2 separate regions of the Zea mays genome follow, and region 2 is linked to region 1. Evidence: chromatin contacts called from public Hi-C data. All regions are on one chromosome and are shown on one strand. Each heading gives the region's core, a stretch centred on a gene start, on an enhancer-like site or on the middle of the called end of the contact. The rest is flanking DNA. Distances are from core to core; before and after follow the strand shown.

Evidence for each region. A called contact is a pair of places that touch in the nucleus more often than the background predicts.
Region 2: a Hi-C map of leaf shows a contact between it and region 1, with 4 times the contacts expected there. The contact joins the promoter of LOC100276129 here to the enhancer-like site in region 1. A contact is called at or near these places in 3 of 25 Hi-C or Micro-C datasets (ear, leaf and tassel).

Annotation. Positions count from the first base shown.
Region 1 is chr9:72,464,943-72,468,649 of Zm-B73-REFERENCE-NAM-5.0, forward strand. No RefSeq gene overlaps it. Among protein-coding and RNA genes, the nearest start is that of LOC103638469, 21 kb to the left of the region's middle. Within about 2 kb of position 1,754, at least 17 of the 20 cell types and tissues checked have an H3K27ac peak or open chromatin away from gene starts, as enhancers often do. A contact at or near this core is called in ear, leaf and tassel, where this site is marked.
Region 2 is chr9:72,649,175-72,652,881 of Zm-B73-REFERENCE-NAM-5.0, forward strand. LOC100276129 reads right to left here and starts at 1,898. Exons shown (of 4, transcript NM_001367839.1): 1 at 1,739-1,898; 2 at 1,553-1,653. The coding sequence starts at 1,741.

The sequences.
Region 1 (3,707 bases), core at 504-3,003:
TCGATGTAGTCGTACGCAGTCCATACAGGCAGATGTACGCAGTGTAGTCCCTCGAACGGCGCCGACGACGAGGAACTTGATCAGCGTTGGTCGAGCGAAAGAAGCGAGTAGTCGCGAGTACGCTCCCCAAAAACCTGATCGCCGGCACACCCGTGCAAGTGTCTTTCAGCGGACGGCGATTTTGGAGGCCTGCTCTCCCACACTGTCTATGCTCGCAGAAGGTGGGACGGGAATGGCTTTGTGCAACGCGTCTGAGACTGTACGTGCGTACTGTGCTGTCAACCCAGAAGCAGCCTCCCCTACTCGTATATATACAGGCGCAGAGGGAGGCCAACGAGGCCAATAGACAGTAACGGTTGCCATCAGAGCTACCGTTACACACATCAATGACGTTCGTTACTAGCTGACACCCATTACTGTTAGGAATGAATATTCGGACCAAGGTCCGATCTACCACGACCATGGCCCTGCCCGGCCGGCGGCGTGCGCGTGTGGCAGTTCTTCACCCTTTTCTCATTTTTTCAATAGATGCACCGACGGTCCACCTATTTAAGTTGATTAAATTGTTCATTAAACTTTCGGTATGGTACTAAAGTACTAGTAAACCGTAGCATTAAAGTGGACATCTAACATTGTTTATTATTAATATTAATATGGGTAAGACCCACATTAATTCAATAGATAGAGCCCTACTTTTGCATCTAAATGATTATTACTTCCGTTCTCGAAAATTTGTCGTCCGTTGGTTTATTTTTAAACTAAAACATGAAAAGAAGGGAGAGAGTATTATTTAGAAAAGGCGCCGCTAAATTAACAAACAAAAATTGCCGTCTAAGTTACATTATCTAGGATCAACAGGAGACTGGAAAAATAGAAATACAATATCGTGCCATGACAGAAACAATGGAGAGAGAGAAAGAGAGAAGATGTTACCTTCGTGTTCCACTGGAAACTTGTAACAGTTGTGTCTCTTTAAAATAAGGTCAAATGCAATAGCAGAGAGTCCGGCAAAATATCCCAACCTGACCGGACAATCCGTCCTAAAGCTGTGGCGCAGATCAATGCCGCCGCACGGTCGCACCGGAGCCGCTGTCTGACTGGCGCACGTCGCGCTGCCTCTGCGGACGGGACGTCGAACATGGGACGCACAGAGACACCCCTCTCCGCGCCGCGACCGCGCGGGCGTCGCTGGCGAGCACCCGCCACCGCCAGCGACAGGAGTCAGCACTCAGCAGTGGCCACTATGCTCGCATCGCATCGCAGCGCATCGCATGTGGCGTGCCGAGACTGCCGCATGTGAGTTTCTGCTCCACAACTGGGTATCGCACCAGTCTAGCGCATTGCGGCAAAAGGAGCCAGACGCCGGCCGACCCGCTGCGCGCGGTGTTACCGACCAGAGGGGGAGCAGTGGTCGAGGTCCAACTTGGCTGATTGGATCGGGGAAGAATATTGAGCTCTCTCTTTCTCACTGTTTATGTTTGTGGTAGTGAGAGGCGGCCGCACTAGCAGCCAGCAGCACAGCATGCGTCGCGGACGAGGCCGCTAGTTTGGACTTGGACGGATGCCGGCCGGTTGCATTGATGCACCATGCAAAAATGCCTATAGTTTTCGTCGTATCAGCTGAATGATTTTCGTCAACAATGGCACGACAAAAAATAGTTTTATATCAACAGAAATAAACTAATATCTGTTAGCATATAGCCCACGCTACGATCGTAAGGAGGGGAGAGGAGGGGTTAGCTGTGGCCGCGGTGGCAAGCGTGAGGGAGAGAGGACGGTGGGGACACATGAGAGGGAGAGGTTGGGTCACGGGAGTGAGATGAGGAATTATCCAAATAATATTGTCTATTCAGCAATAATGTGAACTCTTGGTTTTGATGGTGTGTCAAACATATGTGCAATTTGTTTGGTAATTTTAGTAGAGCTTATGAGTGTGGAGGTGATTTGTTTGGGTGGGTTTTATAAAGTTTAAACTAATAGATTATATAATAGTATAGATATTTTTTTACTAGCTTCTGATTCTTACATATTAATAGATAAAAACTAGTGGCTTGACAAATATTCATTAATCGTTAAGCTATCCGTGATTTTGGTTAAGAGGGTGGATGATCCAGCCTCATCCGCCAGTGGCTTCAAAAGCGTGCTAGTAAAATCAAGGCTGGGCATTTGGTTTTACCCCACAATTCGGGTCGGATTTTTTTGGTTTTTAAAAGTTCGGGTTTTAACAAGTGAGAACCGAAATAGACATTGGGTATTTGAGAACCGAATATTCGGGTAACTGAAATTGATAATAGGTTTTCGTGTTTGCCCGAATTATACCAACCATCCGCCAATCTGCCATATAGGCGTCCAACACATACAGGAGTACAGAATACAGACATACAGTCCATATGCACAGGCGGTCCAGCACATCTGTACATACTGAGATACACGCGTTCAGCACAACTTCAATCTGGCAGACTCAAATATACCACAACTCTCCGGTCACCATTCTGCACAAGCATAAGCACAAGTGCACAAGTGCGTTCAGCAATCAGCCCAAGTGCACAACTCCGGTCAGCATTCTGTGATTCACTGATTCTAATATAGCAAAACCACAGAAGCACTGACAGAGACACAGAGTAACAGTCCAACAGAGGCGGCGACCGGCGGGCGGGCGGGCGGGCGGTGACCGGTGTCTGTGGCTCTGCGTCACTGCATGGCCAGGAGGAGGTGCCGCGGTGGCAGGCGTCTGCGTCTGCCCACTCGCCCAGGTGAGAGCCGGGAGGCATGGCAGGCTGGCCGGCTGGCGGCCGTCGGGCCTGCGGCCTGCAACTCTGCGAGTGAGAGACAGTGGATGGCATTGGAAGGTGGCTGCGACGTGGAGTGCCAGACTGCCGGTGCCAAAGTGGGCGACGAGCTGACGACGGTAGACGGCAGAGGCGCAGACGGCACTGGGCACTAGACAATGGCGGGCGGCGGCCACCGGACCTGGAGTCCTGGACTGCCTGCAAGGCTGCAACCCTAACACAATACTGCAGTCTCCAGTAGCACAGTGTCCAGGACCTCCAGGTAAGGCCGGCAGTTCGGCACTCGGCACGACAGGTTTGGGCCTTGGCTAGTTGCCCAGTGCTGGGCGCCTGGTGTCAGCTGGTGTTGGGGCCTGTTCGGGCCTTTCGGTTAACCGAAATAAAAAAAACCGATTTTTTACATTTAATTCGGTTTTTTTGAACATATACCCGAAATAAAAACCGAGTCCTGAAATATCGTTCTATTCGGTCTCGGTTTTGAGTGTTTTGAGTTCGGTTTTCGGTGTCGGTTTCTTTTGCCCAGTCCTAGAAAAACGGCCGACCAACTAGCTGTATAGGTGTACATGTAAGGCAAATCACAATGGACATTTCATAACACTCTTTCCAACACTGCCACATCATGAAGAGTGTCATGAAACTAAGAATAAAACAATGTTTCTCAATGCAAAATTTCACTTCATTATTTTATAGACTAACATACCAATTAAATGTTGCAACTAAACAACCAATAGAAATCAGTAAAATATATGAAGATGAAACAAATTACTCTCAATGGAGGTTTCACACGATTTCCAAGACCTTGGAAACGGGTTGACATGGTTTCATCCCCATGAAACCAATTTCATCCCATGAAACTCATTTATCTTAAATTCTATGTCATGTCATCTAAAATAGTGTTGTGACACACTATTAAATGTG
Region 2 (3,707 bases), core at 648-3,147, 180 kb after region 1:
AGTAATTGCTAATAAAATTTTGACCAACTTATAAAAGCAATGCTCAGCCTCAACCTCTGTTTCATTGATCAGCCTTACACTACATGAACTCCCACCTTTGGTGAGTTCATGCCACATTATTCCCCACGACTTGTTGAGCTATGAACGTATGTGAGCTCACTCTTGCTGTCTCACACCCCCCCCCCCCCCCACAGGAGAAGAACAGGTGGTCGAAGAGGAGCCGCCTAACACTGAGGAGTTCGATCTGATCTAGGTGGCGTGTCTCGGTCGACATTGGCGCCGACGATCCTTAGTTCGTTTTATAATTATTCTTTTATTTTGTAATAAGCCTTCCGCTATGTAATAAATACTCTGATGTTTTGTGACATTTATCTCTATACACTCTGTTATTATATATGTTGTCTTCTTTGGCGCATGTATGAGATGCACCTGGCTTTGTTCCTTAAATCCGGGTGTGACATCGAAACTGTAGGCACTTGAGCACAAATTGATGGAAATACATTGCGTTGAAATTGAAATGTAAATCAAGATCAAAATCAAAGCAGAAATGCACAACACATGATGGGTACGCCAGCATGTGATATTTGACCAAAGAAAACAAACATAAGATTAAATTTGGGAATTTAGACAAGCACAATAATATACAGGGAGATCCTCATGTAACTGAAAGTAACCATAAGATTAAATTAGGACTTTAAAAAAACAATATTACATGAGGAGAGCCTTCTTGTACTGAAAGTGCTGGATATTATCTTTATAGATTTCTTAGTACAACTGTTAGACTAGGAATGATAGTTCTGTTAGGCAATGAATTCACACACATAAAGGAAGAAACAAATAGTCAGTTGCATTCACAAAAAGTTTCTTCAAGAGTTGGTCAGGGTCAGCACCACAGACTCGGTTAATCAAGGTACCAGGCAGCAGTTTGTGTATGCATAGTCAGACAAGGTATGTGTGTTTTTCTCCAATAAATAGTTAATTCTACTAACAAAGTTATATGGTGCATGTTCTATTTCAGCAAACAACTTACCAACCCAGTATAAAAAGATTCAACAGGTCAAAAAGGAAATCCCTCTGAAACAAGCACCAGAGTTAAATGCTACTATACTCCAAAATGCCCATCAGGTTCCACTGGTTGCTGTTGCAACTTCAAAATCACCCCAAAATGCCACAGGCAAGAATGTTCTCATCAAACCTAAACCCACACTCCAATTCATGAAAACAGTAAGCACCAACCCCTGTGTGCCATCCAACATTACAGAAACACCCACGGCGACTAATAATAATCCATGACTGTCCCACCATGAATGGAGTTTTCCCCTAGCAGCATAGAAAATAGATGCTAAAACTCGACAGCTAAATACATCAGATGAGGGCAACAGATGAGATCTCCAATCGGAACGAGCGGGCAGGTCAATACACCCTACCAATAAACTCAGCAGACACGAGGCATGTGCGGGTAAACACATCAGATCAGGGCACCAGGCAAGTGAATGACTCGTCTGCCAAATCCGCAAGGTACAGTAACAGATGACGGACGAACAGGACTCACATGAAGAAGGAGGCGGTGAACATGAGGCCTACGGATACCATGACGACGGCCAGCGTCGGGTACCACTCCACCGGCACGGGGCTCGAGATTGCCTTCGCCGCCTGCGACACGAATCCCCTGGGTCAGCACAGCGGGCTCCCAAGCAGAACCCTGGATCTACGCAAGAGAAGGCAGTGGAGAGTTCACCATTCCGTGAGATCTGCTGCCGCTGTAGTCGCCGCCCGCTCCGCCTGCCTCGTCGCCCCCTTGTCGCCGCCGCGATGCACAAACAACTTTGTGACGACCAGAGCCAAATGGATCCGTCCGGGACGATCGCAAGTTTTAGTGGGCTTCGGATCCGAATAATGGGCTGCCGCATGGTTACGTCCCTGTTTGTTTTAGCTTTTTTTTGGGCTTCTGACCACCAAAAGCTGTTGCGGACTGCCAAACGCTCAGCTTTTCAGTCAGCTTCTATAAAATTCGTTTAGGTAAAAATCATTCAACATCAACATAAACATATAATCGGTTGAATCGTTGCAATAATAGGAATCTGTCACTTTCTAGATCCTGAGTCCTATGGACACATTTATCTTCTTCCGCACGTAATCCTAATGATACTCAGATTCTCTACACAGCTAGATTCTTCCCACAGCCAGATTCTCAGAAAAGTTGGTCAGAAAAAAGCTGAACCAAACAGACCCTACGGACAGGAAACAAAAACAACGGTTTGTTCCTTTTATGGGATAGCCCAACGGGCCAACGAGCCTCACAGACAGGCCTCTTGAGCAACTGGAGTATCAAAGACCCATTGACCGACAAAAAATGATCTATACAGATAGCTAGTGCTAGGACTTAGAGGGTGTTTGAATGTACTAGAACTAATAGTTAGTTGCTAAAATTAGCTGTCGGTGTTTTGGGTCCGACCGCACACCCGGGGTTGCCCCTCAAGATGTTTCTAGGAGTAGGACGCTGTCGACGACTGTAGCAAAATGGTTCGTGCCGATCGCACGAGGGACAGTGGACAAGATTTACAGGTTCGAGCCGCTTAGAGATGTGTAATACCCTACGTCCTGGTGAGTATGTGAGCGTGGTTACAAGAGGGCTCTCTGGATTGAAGACACAGAGAGTTGATGTGGGTGGCTAAGTAAGATAGGGTCGATCGTTCTAAAGGGGTGCCCCCTAGGCCTTATATACTCGACCGTGGGGCAGTACATGGGGATATGATAACAACAAGTAGCTAAAAGGTAGTGAACCTCTTGAGTTTATCCCTATGTAACCCTCGCCGACTTATCCTCGCATGGCTCCGTTGCATGGGGCTTCAGCGCGGGAAAGTCGGGTCTCTGTTGCGATTTACTCGCTCAACGTTGTGGGCCATCCGGGCTTGCACCAATCCGGTATCACGTCGCTCTGCCTTGTTGGTTGTTTCTTCCCAGGCCCACGAAGGAATGACCTCATGATTTATTGGGCCCTTAGGCCTTTCGTGAGGTCTTTTACTCCTTTAGTGGACCCGGGGGATATCTATCCCCCACAAGCCCCCGATCTTTGGGTTAATTTAGAAGTAATCAGCCCAAAGATCCCAGGTCCAACTTGCGGGTGTTTTGAAGAAGAACGTCTTCCTGCTGTCTTCTCTTGCTCCGATCACTCATTTGACCGAGGCTTGGTTTCATGCTTGTGCCTTGGAGGTCGGCATTTCAATTTTGTAGGATTCTGAACTTTATTGGGTGCACCGGAGGTGCACCCAATGGGTGTAGCCCCCGAGCTTTGAGTAGATTTTAGAAAACAATCTACTCAAAGGTCTTCCCCAGAAATTATCTCCATTTGTGCTCCTGCATCTTGGTTGAGGGTTGGTCTTTTAATCTTGTCCCTCGCCTTAGAAGTCGGCACTATCTCGGCTTGGAATGATAATCCATGGGGTGCATCGGAGGTGCACCCAATGGGTGTAGCCCCCGACCTTCAAATGGATTTTTTAAGGATAATTCATTCGAATGTCTTCCTTTCGTGCCTCTTTGCTGAAATTCATCCCTTTCGTTTGTAGAAATTGGCATGAAGTTATTTGCATTATGCTTTGGAGGTCAGCATTATGTCATCAATATTTTGCTGCAGAGGTCAGCATATATTTTGTCTTTAGCAGCCGAGTTTGCAATCCATCCATATCTTGCTAGGTAGTGCAATTTAT